Regions from separate parts of the Mus musculus genome. Here regions 1, 3 and 4 are each linked to region 2. Evidence: chromatin contacts called from public HiChIP or PLAC-seq data. All regions are on one chromosome and are shown on one strand. The core of a region is the stretch at or near the end of the contact, and the rest is flanking DNA. Distances in the headings are between cores, read along the strand shown. Region 1 overlaps Fxyd5 (FXYD domain-containing ion transport regulator 5). Region 2 holds the start of Cox6b1 (cytochrome c oxidase, subunit 6B1). Region 3 has its middle 14 kb from the start of Fxyd3. Region 4 holds the start of Lsr (lipolysis stimulated lipoprotein receptor).

Region 1 (5,261 bases), core at 2,192-4,691, 410 kb after region 2:
AAGTCAGCAAGACACAGTTGGTACACACTTATAATCCCAGAGAAACTGAGACAGAGGACATTGAGTATGAGGCCAGCCTGGGCTAAGGAATAAGTCTGCCTCAGAACTGAAAATAATAAAAAGACAATAATAAATAGGTCTCAGCTGGTAATGTGATTGGCAAGCACAAGGAGATGCTGGGTTCTGTTCCCAGCACCATATAAAACTGAGTGAGTCAGCGCATGTCTGTAAGCCCAGCCCTCGGGAGGTGGAGGCCAGCCTGGGCTTCAGAGACAGGTCTTCCTTTAAATAAAACAAAAATAAAAACAAAAAAACATTTTCAGATGATTTGATTTTATGTGTGTGTGTGTGTGTGTGGGCGCGCGGAGGGGTGGGGGTGGGTGGGTGGGGGTTGTATATATTTTCCTGAGTTTATGATAAATATATCGTGAAACCCTGTTTCAAAAACAATTCTGAAACAAAAACTAAATTTTATATATATATATATATATATACATATATACATATATATATATATAAAATGTTTCATATAATAAATAAATCAGCCTGGGAAGATGGTCTAGTAACTGTGTGTACTCACTGGAGGACCTGTGTTTGGGTCCCCAGCACTCACAGAAGCAGCCTGGGATAAGCCTGGCAGTGGCAGTGCACACCTTTAATCCCAGCACTCGGGAGGCAGAGCCAGGCAGATCTCTGGAGTTTGAATCCAGCCTCAATATCCAGGTGTCTCATAACCTCTTCTACCTTCATCTCCTGGGAAATCTGGCGCCCTCTTCTGGCCTCCATAGGCACTCTTTCCAAATGCACAGACACATACACTTAAGTGAATTAAAAAAAAAAAAAAAGATTGGAGTGCTGGTTCTGCAGTTAAGAGCATGAACTAACTGCTCTTGCAGAGAACTCAGATTCAGTTCCCAATACCTGTGTTGGGTGGTCCCATATCTCTCTCTCTCTCTGTCTCTCTCTAATATATATATATATATATATATATATATATTTTTTTTTTTTTTTTTTTGAGACAGATCTCTCACTGAGCCTGGCCTATTTTTCCCATAGACTAGCTTGCCATTGTACCCCCTTCCTCAATGCTCTGCCTACAGGTGTGAGCTCCCACAGCTGGCTCTTTTGTTTGCTTTTTGAGACAAGGTTCCTCTGTGTAGCCCTGGCTGTTCTGCAACTCTCTCTGTAGACGAGGCTGCATTCGAACTCCAGAGATCTGCCTGGCTCTGCCTCCCGAGTGCTGGGATTAAAGGCATGCAATGCCACTGCCTGGCTTGTCCCAGGCTTCTTCTGTGACTTCTGGGGACTAAAACACAGGTCCTCCAGTGAGCACACGCCCGTTACTAAACCATCTTCCCAGGCTGAGTTAGTTATTATATGAAGCATTCTGACATTTTCTTTCTTTTAATATTTATTTAGTTTCGTTTTTTTAAAATTGTTTTTGAAACGGGGTCTCACTATGTGTGTAGCTCTAGCTGGCCTAGAACTTGCTATATAGATAGGCTGGACTTAACTCACAGAGATCTTGCTGCCTTTGCACCTCCCCTCCCCCCAGATCTGGGGCACCACCACATCCCACCTACTTAGTTATTTTTAAGACAGGAAGTCTTGTAGCCCAGGCTAGACTTGAACTTGAGATATGAAGCCAAGGACATTGAACTTCTGATCCTCCTGCCTCCACCTTACAAGTCGTGAGATTCTGGGCATGCTCAGTTCAAACTGAAACTTCTGTTCGTACTGGGAAGGCATGCGGTTCAGTTGCACACCCCACCCAAGAGCTTCTCTTCTTTCTTGTGACGTATTTTCCCCTTATTTCCACGTGCTTTGTGGCTTGATGAAATGATTTTGTAATCCCCAGTTCACTCTGACCTGAAGTTCTTGCAACTGCATTATGCAACCCCCTCCCCCCCGCCCCGCTGCCTGGGACCTGGTCTCTTGTCTGTGCTGTGACCCTGCCCATAATCTTGGAGAAGACACTTATCCTTCCCCACAGCACCCTGAGCCTGAAAAGGCCTGCATAGCTGCACTAGGTTGCTCCCTCCCAATAAGGAGGAGTCCAAGGAACTCCAGGAATTGCCTGCTAGAGCCCATCCCTCCTCCCAGGCCCTCTCTGCTCAGAGCCCATCCCCGAGCCCCACAGCCTCCCTGGTGGACATGCCCTAAGCAAGCAGTCCTCCTGAAGCCCAACTTGTGGGTTGTTGCAGGAGACAGAGCTTGAGAGTGTGGGCTGCATTTTCACAGCTATGCATGAGGTATCCTGAGGGGCAGAGTGACTGGCCATGTGAAGATAAAGGGGTGACTGCACCGGGGTCCCCACATCATGCTTACTCATGCTCTGATCGATACCAAGGTATGCTGTAAGCCAGGCTCCTGGACAGAGGTCCTGTCTCTTAATCGTGACAGACCCTAAACACACCCTCCTTCCGTGAACACACCAGGCCTCCCCTTATCCCCCATCATATTGTCCTGTTGTCTGAGTGTGTAACAACCATACCCTACTCCCTAGGGTTCCAAGTCCAGCCCTGCCTCTTCCTCCCACTCCTTTGTCACAAATTCACAGAAGACAGAGGCCATGGAAGAGAGACCATGTGGATTTATCTGAACAGCCACAGCAGTGCCTAGGGAGACCTCTCTCCCCAGGGTGGGAAGACCATTAGCCTTAAGCCTGACTCCCTCCAGTGGCCTCTTCCTTTCAGGATTCTTTCATGTTGATCACTCTGTAGGCTCTTGGGGTAGAGGGAGGAGGCAGGGGGTGGTGAGTTGGTGTAGTTTGGAGGCTCCAGCTGGGGTGCCCATCAGGGTGCTGGCCCGCACTCACCTGTGGCGATTCAGGCAAAATTGAGACAACTGCCTACACTTCCCACCTGGAAGAAAAAGAACCAGTTTGCCCATGAGCTGGAAACAGTACTAATTATCACATAGTCACTGGAGACCGGCTGGGGGGTGGGGGTGGGGGATCAATCTGGACCTCAGGAAGCTCCCAGTGAAGGGGGACAGCAAGATGGCTCAACAAGTAAAGGTGTTTGCTGCTGAGCCAGATGTCCTGAGTTTTGGGCAAAAAGAGAAAACCAGGGGCTAAAGAGACTGCTCAGTGGTTGCTCTTCAGAAGGTCCTGGTTTTAATTCCCAGCATCCACATAGACACTCATAATTGTCTATAACTGCAGACCCATGGAATCCAATGCCCTCGTCTTGTGTGCAGACATACATGCAGATAAAACACCCATATACATAAGATAAATGAATAAATCTTTGTTTTAAAAAAGGAGAAAACCAACTCATGGAAATTGTCCTCTGATCTCTACATGTACACACACACACACACACACACACACACACACACACACACACTGAGATGAACAAATGCAGGGCTGTGGTGGGGCAGAGCAGCCTGTGCAAACATCCCTGTGGTAAAGGGCGGACGTGAGATGGAAGAACATGAGCAAGAGAAGCTGGGACCTGGATTAGAGTCAATTGGAGATGGCGTAGAGTTTAAAAAGGCACGGGGCCATGAGAAGATGGCAGCCACCTGCCTCTCAGGCCTCCCCTTCTGCTCTCCCTGTCTGTGTCTCCCTGGCTTTTCCCACTGTTAGTGCGTGTGGTTTGGGTGTGTCCCTCCAATGTCTGTCTTTGATGTTGGGTCCTTAGTACTCAGGGTTGGGACGGAGAGGGTGGGCAGCCTTTGAGAGGCAGAGTCTAGGGTCACCTAGGAAGTTATAGCTCTGCTTGCCCATCAGTTAGCCCTCGGGAGGGTGTGCTGTCATAGAAAGACCAGCCAGTCTCCTCCCTTCTCTCTTACTTCCTGTTTTGTTACTCAGCCTCTTTGACCACACATCCTCCCCCACCAGAGGTAGACGTGGAGTGTTTTCCTCGGTTGGGCTGCACTGTATTTCAGAGTCAAAGGACTCTGTCTTCTTTGCTGAACCTGGCACACACTGATGCAGCTGGGCTGGCTCCTTTCTCTCTTCAGCATGGGTGGGTGTCACCCAGATACCCAGGCTGAGCCTCTGAATTCAGGTCCTCAAGCAAGCACTTTGCCCACCAATACCTCCTAAACCCATGGATCTCTTCTTAAGCTATAAACGCTTCCAGAAATTGATTCCAGTCCGGTATTTGGTCACAATGAGAACAGCAACCCGCAGAGCTCTCGTGAATAAAAGAAGTCAGGTCCAGAGGGCTGTGGTTCGGTTGTGCTTGCCTGGCATGTACAATGTGATGGGGTTGACTCCCTGTGCTGCATTAACTGCCTATACCTATAACTAAGCACTTGGGAGGTAGAGGCAGGAGGGTCAGAAGTTCAAGGTTAAGGTGGAAGAGGTGGTTCAGTGGTTACTCACATCCAGCTCCTACCATCTATCTAAGGAGACTCACATCGTCTGAAACTCCCAGCTCCAGGGTATCCAACTCTCTTCCATCTGTCATGGCCTCTGCACTCACACACACATACACACACACACACACACACACACACACACACACAGATTCAAGGCCATCTTTGGTCGACATGCTCCTCTGTCTCAAAACAAAATAAACCCAAAAACTGCTGATCAGCTTGGCACACCTATAACCTCAAGCCTCAGGAGGCTGAAGCAGGAGGATTGTGAGTTTGACGCCAGCCTGAGCAACACAGTGAGACCCTGTCTTAAAAGGATGAATGAAGTCCTGTTTTCTCTTCTCACAAATGAAGCCGACCCTTGGCTTGTAAAGAAGCATAACGTAGTATCCACTAGCAGTCATCTGAGTCTGCATATCTCTGTCCTGTGTGTCTCTGTATCGCTCATCGGGGCACTACCACGTGACCGAGCCCAGGAAGAAAAGGACAACAGAGGAAGAGACGTGCACTCTAGGAACAGCGCCCCCTGCTGCAACCAGAACAACCGCCCAGCTGGATGCAACCAGCAGGCTAGGCCGAGAATCATCCCTGGGGTGGTTTGTAGGGGTGCTGAGTTTGCACAGCTTTGCCCAGGGGGTTTCAAGACCCTGATCCTCAGTCACCATGCAGCCCAGCCCGCCCCCAGCCCCTTCTTGCCCTTTCTGCCCATGCCCGACTCTCACTAGTGAGAATGATAATTCCCGTGATGAACAGCACCGCAGCCACCAGCAGTCCCCGTTTCCGGAGGGTAGTATCATCTGTGAAGAGAGAAATGGAGGGGCGGGGTCTTTGTTTTTTCTCCCCACTTATCTCCAGCGGTGCGGGGGTGGGGAGGGGAGAGCGGGAGCGGGGTAACTTACCGTAGTAGAAGGGGTTGTTCTCATTCGAAT
Region 2 (5,625 bases), core at 1,335-3,834:
GGTTCCAAATCAACCCCGACTAAGCACATTTCAGAGGAAAATCCACAAATGCTTTTTGCTTTAAGATTGCTTATACATACAGAGGGAATGCAAACTTACAAGTACACCATAAAGAGCTATATACGCCTGACCTGGGCAGTTATATAGAACATTCTGGAGCTAGGAATGACAGCAAAGTATGAGGGGCATATATCAGAATTATGGAAGTCCAGACAGGGCTAGGGAAGGGGAAGGTAGTGTTGATCATATCTGAGGAAGACAGGACAGGTACCAGCGGGGTTTTTAATTCTTGTTAATGGTTAGTTTTTTGTTTTTTGTTTTTCTTTGTTGAGGGAAGGTCTCATGGGCTCAAGTAAGGCAGGGGCCCCAAATGTCTCTAGCAAAGAGAGAGGAAAGGGACAGTGTTTAAGACCGGGCCCAAAGCAAGCTGAGAGCAGAGTACTGGCAATATTCATTTTTATCCATGGATTGTGACTATGTCTGAATCAACTTTTTTTTTAAAGATTTATTTATTAATATATCAAGTACACTGTAGCTGTCCTCAGATGCACCAGAAGAGGGCGTCAGATATCATTACGGGTGGCTGTTAAGCCACCATGTGGTTGCTGGGATTTGAACTCAGGACCTTCGGAAGAGCAGTCAGTGCTCTTACCTGCTGAGCCATCTCACCAGCCCCTGAATCAACTGTTTACATACTGTATTTACTTGTATGTTGTGTGTGTATGTGGCACACACATAAGATGTATATGTAATTCATATATACATGTATAATTATATTCTTCAAAAAATTTATTGTTGAGACCAAAGTTTATGACCTGGAGAGCTAGTTTGAGGGGTCGGGCCCTCCAGAGGGTACGTCCAGAGTGAAGGAAACCAGGCTGGAACGCACATGTCCCTGCTCCCCAACTTCCTTTCTGAGGTTGGAGGTACATGGGAGACCCAGGCAGGCCCACTATGGTACTCTGCTTACCCAGGTAGTTCTGCCAACAGTTCTTAGTCTGGTTCTGGTTGGGGAAGCGGCTGTCAAAGGGGGCAGTTTTGTAGTTCTTGATTTTAGTCTTGATGTCTTCAGCCATCCTGACTCCTGGATGCAAACAGAGTGGGAATGTTGGCAACCATTCTGGAGGTGCTGGGTGTGGGGATGTCAGGCCAGAGCAGAATAACAGGCTGAATGTGAATAAACCATTATCTCCCCCTTCTTCACAAACACAGAAAGATGAAGGGCAGGGAAAACCCATATATCTGAGTACAGAAGCCACAGTAGGGTTGGACAGAGGTCTCCTTGGCAAAACCAATCTTCATCCTTAAATTCCAGTTAACGCTCACTGTGTGCACAGCACATACTATGTGTACTCTATACATACCTACCCCATGGCCACTCTAAAAGATATTGCTACCTCTGTTGTCTACACAAGGGACAGGGTGTCTAAATGACTTTCCAAGGTCACACAGCACCCAGTGATAATGCTTCATCCATCACCAGCAAAAACACTGCAAGGATTTTCTGGTGTCACCGGCTAGTTTTCTGGCGTCACACACTCATCTGAGGTCCAATGAACTCAAACTTTGCTCAGAATATGCCTAAATGCATTGTGGGATTGCCTAAGATGTGTCCCCCCCCACCCCGCTCCAAAAAAAAAAAAAAAAAAAAGCTCAAAGGACTTAACAAGTAAAGTACAACTGGAGGTAACCATGACTGAAGATTTGTGACTCTTGTAACTGGCATGTGTCAGGTATCTGTGATTTTGCCTGCTGACAATGGCCCAGGCTACCAAATCTATTGACGTTGCTGCCTCCATTCCTAATGGAAGTAAATACTGGAATTCGATTAGAACCCCACGCAAACCGCCCCCCCCCCAATCATTCAAATACTTTAGCTCCTTGAGTTTTATCGACTTCTCTCAGCTTTGATATGTCTGAAGAGATGACATAGTCAATATCAACAGACCTGAGAGAAACTGTCTCTAGAGCATCTGGGGGACCTTGACACCACAGAGGTGCCAGTGTCAACTGAAGTAGTCCAAACAAGTGGGGTATTTGGGCAGGTTCATTGAAGGAGGCAAGGTGGGCACGGGGGATTTAAAAGACTCAGTGTCGGAAGTAATTTTGGACAATATCTCGAGTTTTGAGAGTTGATCAAAGATGACGCTGAGGGGAAAGACACGAGTCAAGGCGACAGGCTTCGGCCTTGGAACGCGGGTGGCCACGCCTGTGAACTCGCAACTAAAAGCTCCACAGTCCAATTTACTGGGTCTAAATCCGAATTGCCTTATAGCCACGGGTAAGGCGCTTCACACTCCAGCCCCAACGCTATCAAAGGGGACTTGTAGGGCTGAAGGATGGAGTAATAGGGACTGCTTAGAAAGCGACCTAGCCATCATGAAGAAAGGCGGCTATAATGGTTAGCTCCAGGACACCGGACCCGTGGCCGCCGGAAGTTTCTGCTTGGCGTCAGGGAAGCCCCGGGGCGCTTCTCTGCAACGGACAAGGTTCCCCCAGGATCCCGACCCTTCACACTCACCTAAAGATTGTCCCGGAGTAGCGTTACTTCAATGTGACCCTTAGCAAAGACGCCAATGTCAGACGGGAAGCGGAATTCCGACTGGCCGGAAGCTGCGAGAGGAGGAGCCGAGCTGAGTCCTCCGGGCTGCTAGATTGGCCTCGGGAGGCGTGCCCAGAAACCGCTTTGGCCACGCCCACTTCCGAAGAAGCCCGACCTCCTATTGAGCTAAATTTCTGCTTATTATTGTTGCTGGGCCAATCGAGATTTTACTTTGCTCTTAAAAGGCACCTGACGTTCAATTATGGGTTATTATCACCTGCCTGTCCTTCCCAGAGGGAAAAGCATAAGACTGTCTTCAGAGTGGGAATGGAAAAGTGTCACAGATAATCTGTGTTTTGAAATAGGACTTCGCTGTATATCTCAGACTGGCCTCGAAATTTTGATCACAGATTACTAGGTGTTAGGATAACAAGCGTTTACCCCTGTGCCTTGATTCGAAAGTTATTTATATTTATTTATTTGGGTTTTCGGGATAGACAATCTTAGTTTGTGTTTTATTGCAGTGAAGAGACATCATGTCTACGGCAACTCTTTGTTTGTTTGTTTGTTTGTTTGTTTGTTTGTTTTTCGAGACAGGGTTTCTCTGTATAGCCCTGGCTGTCCTGGAACTCACTTTGTAGACCAGGCTGTCCTGGAACTCACTTTGTAGACTCAGAAATCCGCCTGCCTCTGCCTAACTAGTGCTGGAATTAAAGGCATGGGCCACCACGCCCGGTTTATGGCAACTCTTATAAAGGAAAACAATTAAGGGCTGGCTTACAGTTTCAAGTTTCGTCCATTATCATCATAATTGGAAGCAATGTGGTGAATTGCTCTGATCCTTGAGGGTTGCTGTTTCTGCTGCTTTTCTGCATAAACTGGAATCCAGAAGAAGTAGGCTCCAAAGGAAGTACTGGCAAAGCAAGTACCTGTCCCTTCTTCCATTGTCCTTATATAGGCCTCCAGCAGAAGATATGGCCCAGAATAAAAGTGTGCTTCAAGACCTGTAGGAGTCATTCCTCCTAGAGGTCTGGATCAAAAGCCTGTGTCTTCCAGCCTTAAGGTCCAGATTACAGGCATGTTGTCTTCCTGCCTCAAGTCCGGATTACAGGTGTTCCCTATGTTTCTGGATTATAGTTCATTCTATATATAGTCAAGTTGATAATTGAGAGTAGCCATCCACATAGGGGTTCTCTGTGTAGCCCTGGAAACTCATCTATCTATCTATGGGTGTCCTAGAACTCACTCTGTAGGCCAGGCTGGCCTCGAATTTTTATCTGCCTGCCTCTGCCTCCCCGAGTGCTGGGATTAAAGTGCTGACATGGGTTTAAGTTAATAGAAAGTTTTTATTAGGTCTCCAGTGATTACACTAGGTGTTTGGGATCTTGGTGTAGCACCAAGCCCTTTTTAGAGTGAATTTTTACACACAAAACCTGTATTCTGGATTGACATAATTCAGTTCATAAGATAGCTAGCTGGACAGTGGTGGTGCACGCCTTTAATGCCAGCATTTGGGAAGTAGAGGCAGGAGAATCTCTGAGTTTGAGGGCAGCCTGGTTTACAGAATGAGTTCCAGGACAGCTAGGGCTACACAGAGAAACCCTGTTTTAAAAAAGGGGTGGGGGGCTGGCGAGATAGCTCAGTGGGTAAGAGCACTGACTGCTCTTCCTAAGGTCCTGAGTTCAAATCCCAACAACCACATGGTGGCTCACAACCACCCTTAATGAGATCTGACGCCCTCTTCTGGTATATCTGAAGTCAGCTACAGTGTACTTATGTATAATAATAAATAAATCTTTGGGCCGGAGCAAGCAGGGACTGAGTGAGCAGAATTGACAGAGTGAGCAAAAAAAAAAAAAAAAAAAATTCAGTTTCCAGCAACCACATGAAGGCTCATAACCATCTGAACAGATACAGTGTATTCATATACATAAAATAAATAAATAAATCTTTTTTTTTTAAGGCACTGCTGAAAAAAACACAAAGACCTTGCCTTCTTAGGTCCTAAGAGCGTTGTTAGAAGGTGAAAAATGAAGTGGTCTCTCCTACAGTCTCATCCATCACTGTAGCAGACACCACTGCCTGCTCGTTACTATTCTCAATCCCCAGAGATCACTGTTCACACATCCAGGCAGCCGAGAGACCTGTACTGATTGGAGGAAACTTTAGGAATTCAACCTTGGGTCTGATGGAAAGAGATCCATGGGGAAAGTGGCTACAGTATCATTCTTTTTTTTTTCTTTCTTTCTTTTCTTTTTTAGTTTTTCAAGACAGGGTTTCTCTGTGTAGCTCTGGCTGTCCTGGAACTCACTCTGTAGACCAGGCTGGCCTCGAACTCAGAAATCCACCTGCCTCTGCCTCCCAAGTGCTGGGATTAAAGGCGTGTGCCACCATTCTTATCATGGAATTTTTGAAAATGTTCATATAGTTTGCCAGACCTATCAAACAATCCAGTGTGTTTCTGGCTTTAAAACACTTCCAGAATCCTCCTTCACTGGATGCACTTCAGGTCCTTCAGCCTGGATTATTATAGTAGGTCCATTTCCTGCATCTCAGGCTCCCTGCTGCTCCACACTGTGCACCCTCTGCCCGAAGGATGCCTTTACCACTTCGGTTATTCCCACTCAGCCGGAACTCATTCCTCAGCTTCTGGCATAACTAGTCTAAAACTACAGTCCTTACAAATGACTCTCACCTCCCATTTCCTTGCTCCCAGCAGCTCAGGCACCCTAGTTTTAGCTGGTCCTTAAGCATACAGGCTGGCTTCCCCTAGCTCTTTTTTTTTTTTAAGATTTATTTTATGTATGTGAGTATACTGTCATTGTCGCTCTCTTTAGACACACCAGAAGAGGGCATTGGACCCCATTGCAGATGTTTGTGAGCCACTATGTGATTGCTGGGAATTGAACTCAGGACCTCTGAAAGAGCAGTCAGTGCTCTTAACTGTTGAGCAGTCTCTCCAGTCCCTTCCTTCCCCTATCTTTTGCACTTCTTCCTCCCATTAGTTTGGATGTTCTGCCTATAGATGGCTCCTTTTCTTACCTCATTTGAGGCTTTGGATTATAAACTCCACTGAATGAATG
Region 3 (4,891 bases), core at 330-2,829, 460 kb after region 2:
CTGCTTAATGCTCTGACAAAGATGGCCTGGCAGCAAGACAAGAACAGGGAAAGTGGACATTTGTCCTTTGGATACTGGCCAGTACCTATTGCCACCACTAACCTCATCCCAACCTCTGTCAGGCTATCTCCCCAGAGGCCAAGACTGGTGCAGGCAGATACCAATTGGAGTCTCTTGTTCCCAGGCCACAGGACAAATTCAAGAAGGAACCAATCAAAACAGCCCGGGTACAGTGAACTGACGTTTGGAGTTCCTCAGGACTCTTTCTCTTGCTGGGGAGAAACTGAGGCTCTGCCAAGCATGTTCTGGGAGAGTTTGTTTGAAGGAGGAGCCAACAGGATGGGAAGCAATCCAGAGCCACCAAGGCAGCCGATGGTACAGTTGGAGCCCTTGAAGGAACCAGGGCTGAAATCCCACCCCCATCCATGAGAGGTGTCAACCCCTCTGACAGGTAGAAGGAGACAATAGGCATGGTGGAATCCAGAGCAGGTACCGCTTGCCACAAGCTGTCAGGTGTCTCCTAGGCTGCATGCTGAGGCTGTGCACTGGCCCCACTGGGCATGCCCAGAATCTCTACCAGCACACCAACCCCCAACAGTGGGATGCACACAGAGGTCATAGATACAGGTTGCCGTGTGGACCGATGTACCAGCCAGCTCAATGGCAAGCCTGGGTAGGGAGGCAGTGATACACATCCTCCCCATTGTGGAGCTCAGAGGATTAGGCTGTGCAAGCAACTGGCTTGTGAAGCTGGGGGTATTGGAGATGTACATGATAGAGATAGCCCGTATGGGAGCAGAGGGCATCTCCCATGTCCCTACCCAGGCAAAACTGGGCATGAACATAGGTATCATATTTCATGGCAGATATGGCATGACAATAGTCACAGAGGACTAAAAAGCCAGTGTCAGTCTGCAACACTCTCCTCAAGGCACCGAGGTGAACATATCAAGGCCACTCTCTTAGTTAGGGTTTTATTGCTGGGAAGAGACACCAGGACCAAGACAAATCTTATCAAGGAAAACATTTAATTGGGGCTGGTTTATGATGGAAATGGAGGTTTATTCTCTTATCATCATGACGGGAAGCATGGCAGCACACAGGCAGACGAGGTGCTGGAGGGGTAGCTGAGCATTCTACCCCATGATCTGCAGGCAGCAGAGGGAGACTGTGTCCCACACTGGGATTAGCTTGAGCATAGGAGACTTCTAAACCCACCCCCCACAGTGACACACTTCCTACGACAGGTCACACCTCCTCCAACAAGGCCACTCCCTATGGCCAAGCATTCAAATATATAAATTTATAGGGACCAAACCTATTCGTCCCTCCACAGCCACCAATAGAATGTAGAGGATAGGGCTGTGCCCTTATCAGACTCCTGGGACAGGCCCGACACTCCCTGCCTTAGTTACCTTTCTAAGCTGTGATAAAACACCATGACCAAGGCAATTTGTAGAAGACAGGGTTAATTTGGGCCTCTGGGTTCTAAAGGGTTAGGGCCCTTAATGTTGCAGACAGAGTGACAACAGGGATCAGAATAGCAGCCACTGAGATTTCACTGCTCACACTGAAAACAGGAAACAGGTCACATACAGGAAACAGGGCAAGGTTTTTGAAACCTCAAAGCCTGCCCTACAGTGACATACTTCCTCCAGCAAGGTCACCTCTCCTAAATCTACCCAAACTGTCAACTGGGGACCAAGCATTCCGATGCCCAAGAATTAGGGACTTTTCGTTCAAACCACCACACTCCCCTAGAGCCTTTGGGCTGTGACCCTGCCTTCTTTAGACTGGCTTTGCTTATGTGTGTTAGGAAGGAAACAGAAATCTTGTCAAGAAAGCTTTTGGTTGGGAGCGTAGTTCCGTGGTAAAGCTCTTGCTGGCCTAGTTGCCCACAAGGTCTCAGATCTCATCCCTAGTATCTTGCCACCCCCCCCCCAATTGTGATGGCGCATGCTTATGCCATGCAGTGAGACTCAAAGGAAAGGAAGGGGCTGGAAAGATAACTCCGCAGTTAAGAGCATGCATTGCTTTTTGCAAAGAACCAGAATTTGTTCCCAACACCCAAGTTGGGCGGTGAATGACTGCCTGCAACTTTAACTCCAATGGATCCAATGCCCTCTTTTGACCATTTTAGGCACTGCACTCATATGCACACACACACACACACACACACACACACACACACACACACACACACCACATAAAAATAAAATAAATCTCAAAAAAGAAAAGAAAAACACACCATGCCTTTTCCAGTTAGCTCTCTCTGCTTCCTACTTTTGGATCAGGATGTAAGCTCTCACCTTCTGCTCCAGTGCCATGCCTGCCTGCCTACCTGCCCGCTGCCACGCTTCCCACCATGATGGTCAAGAACTCTAACCTGGAACTGTGGGTCATGGATTAAACATTTTTTTTCATAAGTTGCTTTGGTCCTAGTGTCTTACCACAAGGTAGACAAATAACTAAGTTCTGGGGCTGTCAGGCTTTCTAGGGCTGGCTAACATCAACCCAGAAGGACACCAGGGCAGCCCCACAGCGTGTATTTCTACCTCTTCTCTAACATCAGCAGCAGCAGGGCAGGGGTGAGGGTGACTGACAGCTTAGGGGAGGGTCTCTGAGGGTTCGATGACCCTCACCAACCATTGCCACATATCCACTACGATGCCTAATCTTTTAAAATTATTTTAAATTTTATTACATTGTGTGTGTGTGTGTGTGTGAGAGAGAGAGAGACAGAGAGACAGAGAGACAGAGAGAGACAGAGAAATAGAGAAACAGAGACACTAAGGATTAAACTAAGACACATGTTAGGCAAGCATTCTACCACTGAGCCACGCCCCCAGGCCCTCACTTGGGGATTCTAGGCAGGGACTCTACCACTGTGCCACGCCCCCAGTGTGCATGTGTGTGTATGTGTGTCGTGGTGCATATATGGAGGTCAGAAAATGTCTTACAGAAAGTTGGCTCTCTCCTTCCATAGTGTGAGCCTGGGATAAAACCCAGGGCATCAGTCTTGGCAGCAAGCCCCCCTACCTGCTGAGCCATCTCATGGGTCCTTGTTTTGTTCCAGTATTGGGAATTAAACCCAGAGCCTTGCATTTGACAGTGGTAGTTCACCTTCATTGCCAACTTGAATGGATTGAGACAACCATGGAACCACCCTCTGGATCTGCTGAGTGTGCTTGAACCTGAGAGCAGGATCCCCATGGCCTCAGTGATGTAAACGGTATAGGACACCCCAGTTTCTCTGTCTGTAACAACAGCTGGACTCCTGCACTGTCCTGTGTGTAGGGATCTGACCTCTTTCTGGGTCCTGGGTGCCTGTGATAGTGCTACCTAGTGAGCAAGCCCCAGACATACTGTCTCTTTCCTTCCTCCTTCTTCTACCTCTCCTGTCCACATCCAGACCAGTAGCAGCCAGACTGGGTGGGAATAGCAGTTCATGGGAGCTTCCCAGGCCCCTGTGTACACCAGTCACCTCTGTCCCACCCTGACCCTCCCAGAGTCCACCCCTCAGGTTGTAAGGTAGAGTGGTCACCCAGCACCTAAGACCCCTATGAAGATGTTTCAGCTACCCAGAACCCCAGCGTGCCCAAGTTGCCACTCCTTTATCCGGCTGTTGAAGCTCCTTTGAGTTGACTCAGATCAGAGTTGTCTAGGATACTTTGTTCCCCCCGAATATGCCAATAACAGCCTTCTGGCTCCCCCATAATCTGGGGTGCTTTGGTGCCCACAGAGGTACCTGATACACTCCAAGTCACCCAGGATCCTGAAACAGGTCTGACGCCTATGCATAGAACAGAGCAGGAGTCGTTGCTGTTACAGATGGAGGGGTACATGGCTGCAGGCTGCCCAGGGTCAGGCACTGGGCATGCATCTGCAGAGGACAATGGGAACAGGGTGCTATGACACACACTTGTCCTCCAGCATTTGAAACAGTTACAGGGGGGGACCAAGAGGCACAGGAGAGAGTTATCTGGAAGTACCGGTGAGATGGCTCAGCTGGTAAAGGCCTCTGCTGTCAAACCTGACAGCCCAGTTCAGTCCCAACAACCCATGTGACAGAAGGAGGGAGCTGGGATACTGAAAGCTGTCCTCTGACCTCCATACACACACCTTGGGCACAGGCGACTCATTCCACACACAACATTTATAATTAAATAGATGCAATTGAGAATTTACTATGGCCACAATTTTGTTACTTATAACTTTAAAAGGCAGATCTTCACATAAGCATGCGTGCTTATGTTTTCCTCTGTCGACCTTCACCATACTTTTTGAGACAGGGTCTCTTGTTGAACCAGGAACACACCGACTGTCTGGAAGTGATCCCTAAAGATCCCCCTCTCTGCTTCCTCAGCCCTGAGGTTACAACTGCACACTGCTGTGCCCAGCTTGTCAGCTGTGTTCTGGGGCTTGAACTGAGGACTTCACACTTGTGTGATGTCTTAGTTAGGGTTTTACTGCTGTGAACAGGCACCATGACTCTTATAAGGACAGCATTTAATTGGGGCTGGATTACAAGTTCAGAACTTCAGTCCATTATCATCAAGGCAGGAACATGACAGCATCCAGGCAGGCATGGTACAGAAGGAGCTGAGAGTTCTACATCTTCATCTGAAGGCTGCTGATAGAATGCTGGCTTCCAGGCAGCTAGGATAAGGGTCTTAAAGCTCATGCCCACAGTGACACACCTCCTCCAGCAAGGCCATACCTACCCCAACAGGGCCACACTATCTAATAGTGCCACTCCCTGGGCAGAGCATATACAAACCATCACACATGACAACTGTTTCTCCTGTCAAACCATTTTTGGGTCACATCAGGCAGTTCTCTCAGGCTGGACCTTTAAAGAGACTATCTCTTGGCTCTGTCAGCTGCCAAC
Region 4 (5,294 bases), core at 2,453-4,952, 350 kb after region 2:
TCTATCAGCCATTCAACCATACTAGACAGGCACTGTACCACCCGGCTACATCCTAATCCTCTTTTCACTATTGGAGACAAAGTTTCACTAAGTGGCCCATGATGGCCTTGAACCTTGAACTTCTACACATATGCATACATACCCCTGTCTCAGCCTCCTGAGTAGCTGGGGACAGGTTACACTTACTTTCACTCTTAAAAAGTAGGAGAGCAGGTGGCCTCTGGGATACTAACCTCTTAAATACTTTGTCCTTAAAGCTGAAGAGAAGGGAGGCTCTCTTGGCTACTGGAACTTAAGTACCACTACTGAGATAAGCCAGCTAGAAGGCTGTGGGCTATGAGGTTTCCCCCAGGATATATCCTGACGAACATTATTGAGTTTTGCACATCTAGTTGCAGGCGGCCTTCAAGGACTTCTCTGTATTGATGATGTCCTGATCATTATTAGGCCCAGTGGGAGTTCCCAAGAAGCCCGCTCTCTCCCCAGCTTCACAGGCAGCGGAAGCTTAGAGCTGAGTTTCCATGGGGATTCAAGGCAAGTCTGATCCCTTGGGACCCTGCTTTTCACCTGCGCCCTGCCAGGGACAGAGGGAACATTCTACAGTCAAGAGCCACCCGCTTCCTGTGCTCCCACACAGAATTAAAACCAATCATGTAAGGCAAATCCTGGACACCTCCATTTACCCAGGGAAACCTGCATCTTTGGCTCACTGCTGTCTCTATGGCTTTCCTCCATCCTTGGGATTCTTCAAAAATCATGCTGGCGAAGATGGCGCACCCAGTCATTCCACACATCACCCAAAGCTATTTTCTTCGTAGCTTGTAAAAACTATCTGAAATCTCCAAAACCTTTTTTTTTTTTTTTTAAATAAACCCCTGAGCTAAGCACTTATGTAGCCAGACTGGCCTCCAACTTGCTACATAGCTGAAGGTGGTTTTAATGCGTTATCTACTTCCACCTTCCCCATGCTAGGATCAGAGGTGTGCCCGCTCTTCCTAGGTCTTCTCACCGCCAGTCTCACTTCTAGAAGGCAACCTGGGGCAGAGACAGGGTCTGGGCTATTCTACTCACCACCCTTTTCTAAATGCTTCTAAGAGCACCAGGGACACAGTCGATCCTTGACAAACATCAAGTCAGTGGCTATGGACATAACTCAGTAGTAGAGCACCAGCCTAGAATCCTACCCCCACCCCACCCCCCGAAGGGTTGGGGGTGAGGTTCAGTGGTAGAGCCCCTGCCCAGGATCCCCCAGAGAGGGGCTGGGGACGTGGCTTAGAGGTAGAGCTAGCCATGTAACTCTATCTAGGACATGACAAGCCCTGAGTTCCATCCATATCTAGTACCATTAGAGAACAAAAAGAAAGAAAGAAAGAATGAATGAATGAATGAATGAATGATTGGAGACTGGGTCTACAGTGGTGGCATTCAAACTCAGCTGTTAACTTCCAGCAAGACGCTTGACTCTAGGGACCTCTGAAAAAAATGACAATAATAGAATGGAGTTACTCAATTACTGTGTGGTCTATCTGAGCTAACCCACTCCAGGCCAAACTAAAGCAGGCCTTGGGTCTCACTGCATACAGCTGGTCTTGAACTCAAGATCCTCTGCCTCAGCCCTGCAAGTGCTGCGGTTATAGGTTTGCTATAACAGCTGGTTAAAGTATTACTTCTTATTGCTGGCAATTTAGTATTATAAAGGAAATCCTCACTTTAATCTCTACTCAGTTTTTGTTGTTCTATCTGCAAGCCTTTGACACTGTGTATTTAGTCCGTCTCCTTTATAACACCCTAAACTCTGTAAGAGGGTTATTTGATGGTTTTATTTCTATGTTCCCAGAGCCTAGAACAAACTTGGTATACAGTCTGGGCTTTATTGTAGGATAATGGGATGGAAGGATATAGATGGATGGATAGGTGATATGTGGGTAGATGGATGTGTGGGTAGGCAAGTGAATGGATGCATGAATGTGTGGATGGGTGAGTGGGTGGCCAGGTGGGTAAATGGAAGGATCCCTTCCTTCATCGGCCCATTTAGGACAGGACCCTCAAACAGTCTCACTCCCACCACCCACAGAGCCTCCTCCCGCCTTGCCCCACATACTTCCTGTGATGGTGATTCTCCTGCCCTGGTAGTAGTCTCCCAGGGTCACAGCATTGCCCTGTTTGGTGGCCACCACCCTGACAGTGCGTACGCTGTCCTGGCACTCCACATAGGGGTTGTAGCCGGGGTTGCCAGCCGCCAGCTGGGCGTTGAGCTGGTTGTCCACGCTGGCAGGGGAGAAGGCGTCGGCAACACGGTCCCGACAGAACGACTTATACTTCCAGATCACGATAGGGGCTGTGAGGGTATTGCTCATCTGGTAGGTGCAGTGTAGTGTCACTGGCTGGAACAGGATCACTACGTGGTAGGGGTCAGGCACGGTCACCTGGATGGCACTGGCACGGTCTGAGAAGAAGAGTATAGTCAGCAGGGATAGATAAACCCAGGGAGGTACCACAACAGCAATGAGCCACACCACTTAGACAGTATATGCAGTCTTTCAGAGCACCTAGCATATTGTTCCTTAATCCCCGAGACTGGCGAGGCAGATCTGATAATCATGCCCATTTTATACACCTCCGGGGCTGAAAAGTGGTAAGTATGTAGCCATCCGGGCTAGGTCCCTAGAATATTCTGTCCACATCCTCCTACCCAGAGACTCTTCAAAATGCACATCCAAATGTAGATGGAACCCCTAGGCCCCCACTTAAGCTAACATTCAACAATCTAGGCGGAAGATGACTTAAGGTTCAAAAGTCCATTCTACAGATACCAGGGATGTAGGTGGGGTGGGGAGTCCCCAATTCCACACCCACTCCAAGCCAGGGCACTGTTTCTCGAGCTCTTGGCCTGATCCAGTCCGGGAATGACCTCTCCCCGTTACCCCAACACTTAGAAATCTTGAGGTGCGTCCAAGATCCCAATGGCAGGCCTATCTCACGATCGGGAGGCCTTGCTCCTGACCACAAAGGGTCCCCTTCTCCATACAGCGCTCAGCCTTAAGATCCCCAGAGTTTTCACTTCCTGTTATCTCCGACAAAGGCGGAGGACCGGACTGGGCGCCACAAGAAACTCCCTTCCTTGGGCACACAGGGGTCTCCTCAACCAGGCGGGTTCTGGAGATCTTTAATCTGCACTCCCGCACCAACCATCACTCACGACTCCCCACCACTTGGTTTCGGGTCCTCCAAGGCCGGTGAGAACCACAGCCCTCCATCCACCTCCGGTAGCGCCCTCCCGCCGTCCCACAGCACCAGGGACCCCAATCCTTACCTGGGCAGTAAATGATGAGAAAAAGACACACGAAGATCGTGGTGGCCGGGTGGGAGCCAGGCGCCCCAGCACACGCGCTGGCCGCCGGCGCCATCGCGGCCGTCTAGCAGCGACGGTGCCCGCGCGTCCCCTCCCAAGTATCCAGAGAGTAGGGGGCGCGGCGAGCACCAGGGCCGAGAAGGGTGCGTGCTGCGCCCGGCCCCTATTCCAAGTCCATTTTCCTCGCACTGGGGGAGTTCTAACCTACAAAATGAACTTGGACGAAGCTCATGCCTTCGGCTTCCCGAAGACAACTGACCCGGCGCGCGGTGGCTCTCTGGGTCACTCTACCCCCTGCGCACTCCCGGGAATGGAACCGCCCAGGTACACAAGGGTGGGAGCCCGGGGGCTGGACTTGGGGGTGGGCGGCGGGGGCGGGCCTTGCGGGCCTCCCTCCCCGGAAGTGGGCTGACTCAGGTGCGCTCCTGCCTCCAGGGCCTGAACCAAGTGACCGCTTTGCCAGGAGGGCGTCTGCACCATAGGCGACCTGTGCAGCCACCTGTTGCTCTAGTCAAAGTTGAAAGGACTGAACTCCCTGAGGACAGAGACCCTCTGGGCGTGCTCCACCTGCCGAGAGGGGCCGGGCCTTGTGCGCACCTGTTCGCTGCTGGTCCACACCCCTGTCCCGGGAGCCGATGGACCCGCCTAGGTGCGCCCTGTAGGGAGGTGCCAAGCAGAGCCAGGTCCCAGCTGCCAGGGGAATGTCGGTGACGCAGCCTGCCTTCCCACTCTCGCCCTGGTGGGGGAAGTGCTGCGGTCTTTCTGGGCTCCACATTTGAATGATTCGAGGAATCAATGAGGTCGCACTAGAAAAGATGCTCTGGCCCCCTAGGGGACGCTCGTGGGGACTGCACCTCTTAAAAAGTTGCAGTCGTACTTAGGCAGTTTCCCTACTTCCCTTATTTCCTAACTTGTGGTTTCTTTTCCACCTCCCGCTCGGGTATCCCTCGCTCTTGGTCAGGCCTTCGAAGTTCTGATGATTAAAGGCTCTGAGCCAAGACTGGAGACCAACAGATCTGTTTCGGATCAAAGGTTCCCAGGCCTCACCTGCACCCCGGGCGCGGCCCGTAGCTCTCCTCCTTCTCAGCGCAACACTGCTGCTCCCTGGTGGCGCCGAGAGGAAACGCATTCTGGGAGACTGAACTGGCCACTGCTTGGTGAGTTGGGAACCTACCATTTTCCTACCATTTTCTTCTCTGTTTTGTAAATGGTGTCAGGTCACATTCTTCTGCTCAGAACTTTGCTGTGTTCCCTCTCAAGCAAAATTCAAAGTACATTGGCCTGATTGACTTTCCCCAGCCAACTTTTCTTAGTTGACTTCAGCCATACTGGCCTAGCTGGTCCTGGATCAGGTTTTCACATATGGCAGGCTTAGCTACCAGAATTCCCTTCCTGTTGCGGACACCTGCTACCATTTCCCCTACGGCCGCTTTTAAAGGCAAAGGCGTCTCATAAAATTTCACCCTGTTCCCATGTGGCTTAAAAATCATGGTTTAAAAAATAGAGGAAATCGCCACTGCCGTCATTTTTACCACTTGTAATCCTAAACCAGTTGCATGTGTTACTTTGTGTTTTGTAGATGTCATTATTATCAATATGTTATCAATACCTAAAACTTGGTCATCATCTCCAACGTAGGAAAAAAAGAATCTGTTTTTGATTAGAACCCACACTAATCACTTTCATTCAACATTTTTACCATCCCCAAAGATAACGTCTTCCACGTAGAACTCTTGAGAGTAGAATCTCAGCATATACCCCAGGGCAGGCTTATCCCCAACTTCTCTCGCCCACTTTCCTCCCTTCAAACCATTTACTGTCATCTGATATTTTACTAATAAGATTTTTACCACCTATCTTATTCCGTCCCAAAGACAACATTGCTTAGCAAATATTCCATCCCTCCATTTCCTGGCCCTTCTGCAGTTAGCTGGGGCTATCC

The links. HiChIP or PLAC-seq counts read pairs in DNA pulled down with a chosen protein or histone mark.
Region 1: an H3K4me3 HiChIP or PLAC-seq map of bone marrow-derived macrophages shows a contact between it and region 2, with 5 times the contacts expected there. The contact joins the enhancer-like site here to the promoter of Cox6b1 in region 2. A contact is called at or near these places in 10 of 39 promoter capture datasets (the 3T3-L1 cell line, 3T3-L1-derived adipocytes, the C10 cell line and 7 more), 5 of 115 datasets of contacts at active chromatin or transcription factors (acute myeloid leukemia, bone marrow-derived macrophages, large pre-B cells and 2 more) and 2 of 9 other capture datasets (adipose tissue and liver).
Region 3: an H3K27ac HiChIP or PLAC-seq map of microglia shows a contact between it and region 2, with 8 times the contacts expected there. The contact joins the enhancer-like site here to the promoter of Cox6b1 in region 2. A contact is called at or near these places in 5 of 39 promoter capture datasets (the HPC-7 cell line, cranial neural crest, frontonasal cranial neural crest and 2 more), 1 of 484 Hi-C or Micro-C datasets (nephron progenitors), 3 of 115 datasets of contacts at active chromatin or transcription factors (forebrain, memory CD8 T cells and microglia) and 1 of 9 other capture datasets (adipose tissue).
Region 4: an H3K4me3 HiChIP or PLAC-seq map of embryonic stem cells shows a contact between it and region 2, with 9 times the contacts expected there. The contact joins the promoter of Lsr here to the promoter of Cox6b1 in region 2. A contact is called at or near these places in 17 of 39 promoter capture datasets (the 3T3-L1 cell line, 3T3-L1-derived adipocytes, the C10 cell line and 14 more), 4 of 15 datasets of contacts at CTCF or cohesin (embryonic stem cells, large pre-B cells, pro-B cells and 1 more), 11 of 484 Hi-C or Micro-C datasets (Sertoli cells, embryonic stem cells, nephron progenitors and 3 more), 14 of 115 datasets of contacts at active chromatin or transcription factors (T-cell acute lymphoblastic leukemia, cardiomyocytes, embryonic limb bud and 7 more) and 5 of 9 other capture datasets (adipose tissue, embryonic stem cells, liver and 2 more).

Annotation. Positions count from the first base shown.
Region 1 is chr7:31,030,155-31,035,415 of GRCm38.p6, forward strand. It overlaps Fxyd5 (FXYD domain-containing ion transport regulator 5), which reads right to left. Exons shown (of 9, transcript NM_008761.4): 7 at 5,232-5,261; 8 at 5,055-5,129; 9 at 2,569-2,864. The coding sequence ends at 2,815. Among named protein-coding and RNA genes, the nearest start is that of Gm42377, 3.9 kb to the left of the region's middle. Within about 2 kb of position 3,442, at least 85 of the 459 cell types and tissues checked have an H3K27ac peak or open chromatin away from gene starts, as enhancers often do. A contact at or near this core is called in the HPC-7 cell line, acute myeloid leukemia, adipose tissue and 2 more, where this site is marked.
Region 2 is chr7:30,623,530-30,629,154 of GRCm38.p6, forward strand. It overlaps Cox6b1 (cytochrome c oxidase, subunit 6B1), which reads right to left and starts at 2,585. Exons shown (of 4, transcript NM_025628.3): 1 at 2,522-2,585; 2 at 971-1,084. The coding sequence starts at 1,076.
Region 3 is chr7:31,088,297-31,093,187 of GRCm38.p6, forward strand. No RefSeq gene overlaps it. Among named protein-coding and RNA genes, the nearest start is that of Fxyd3, 14 kb to the left of the region's middle. Within about 2 kb of position 1,580, at least 99 of the 459 cell types and tissues checked have an H3K27ac peak or open chromatin away from gene starts, as enhancers often do. A contact at or near this core is called in the HPC-7 cell line, adipose tissue, memory CD8 T cells and 1 more, where this site is marked.
Region 4 is chr7:30,969,767-30,975,060 of GRCm38.p6, forward strand. Lsr (lipolysis stimulated lipoprotein receptor) reads right to left here and starts at 3,703. Exons shown (of 10, transcript NM_017405.2): 1 at 3,314-3,703; 2 at 2,102-2,446. The coding sequence starts at 3,407. It also overlaps a transcript of Fam187b not described here.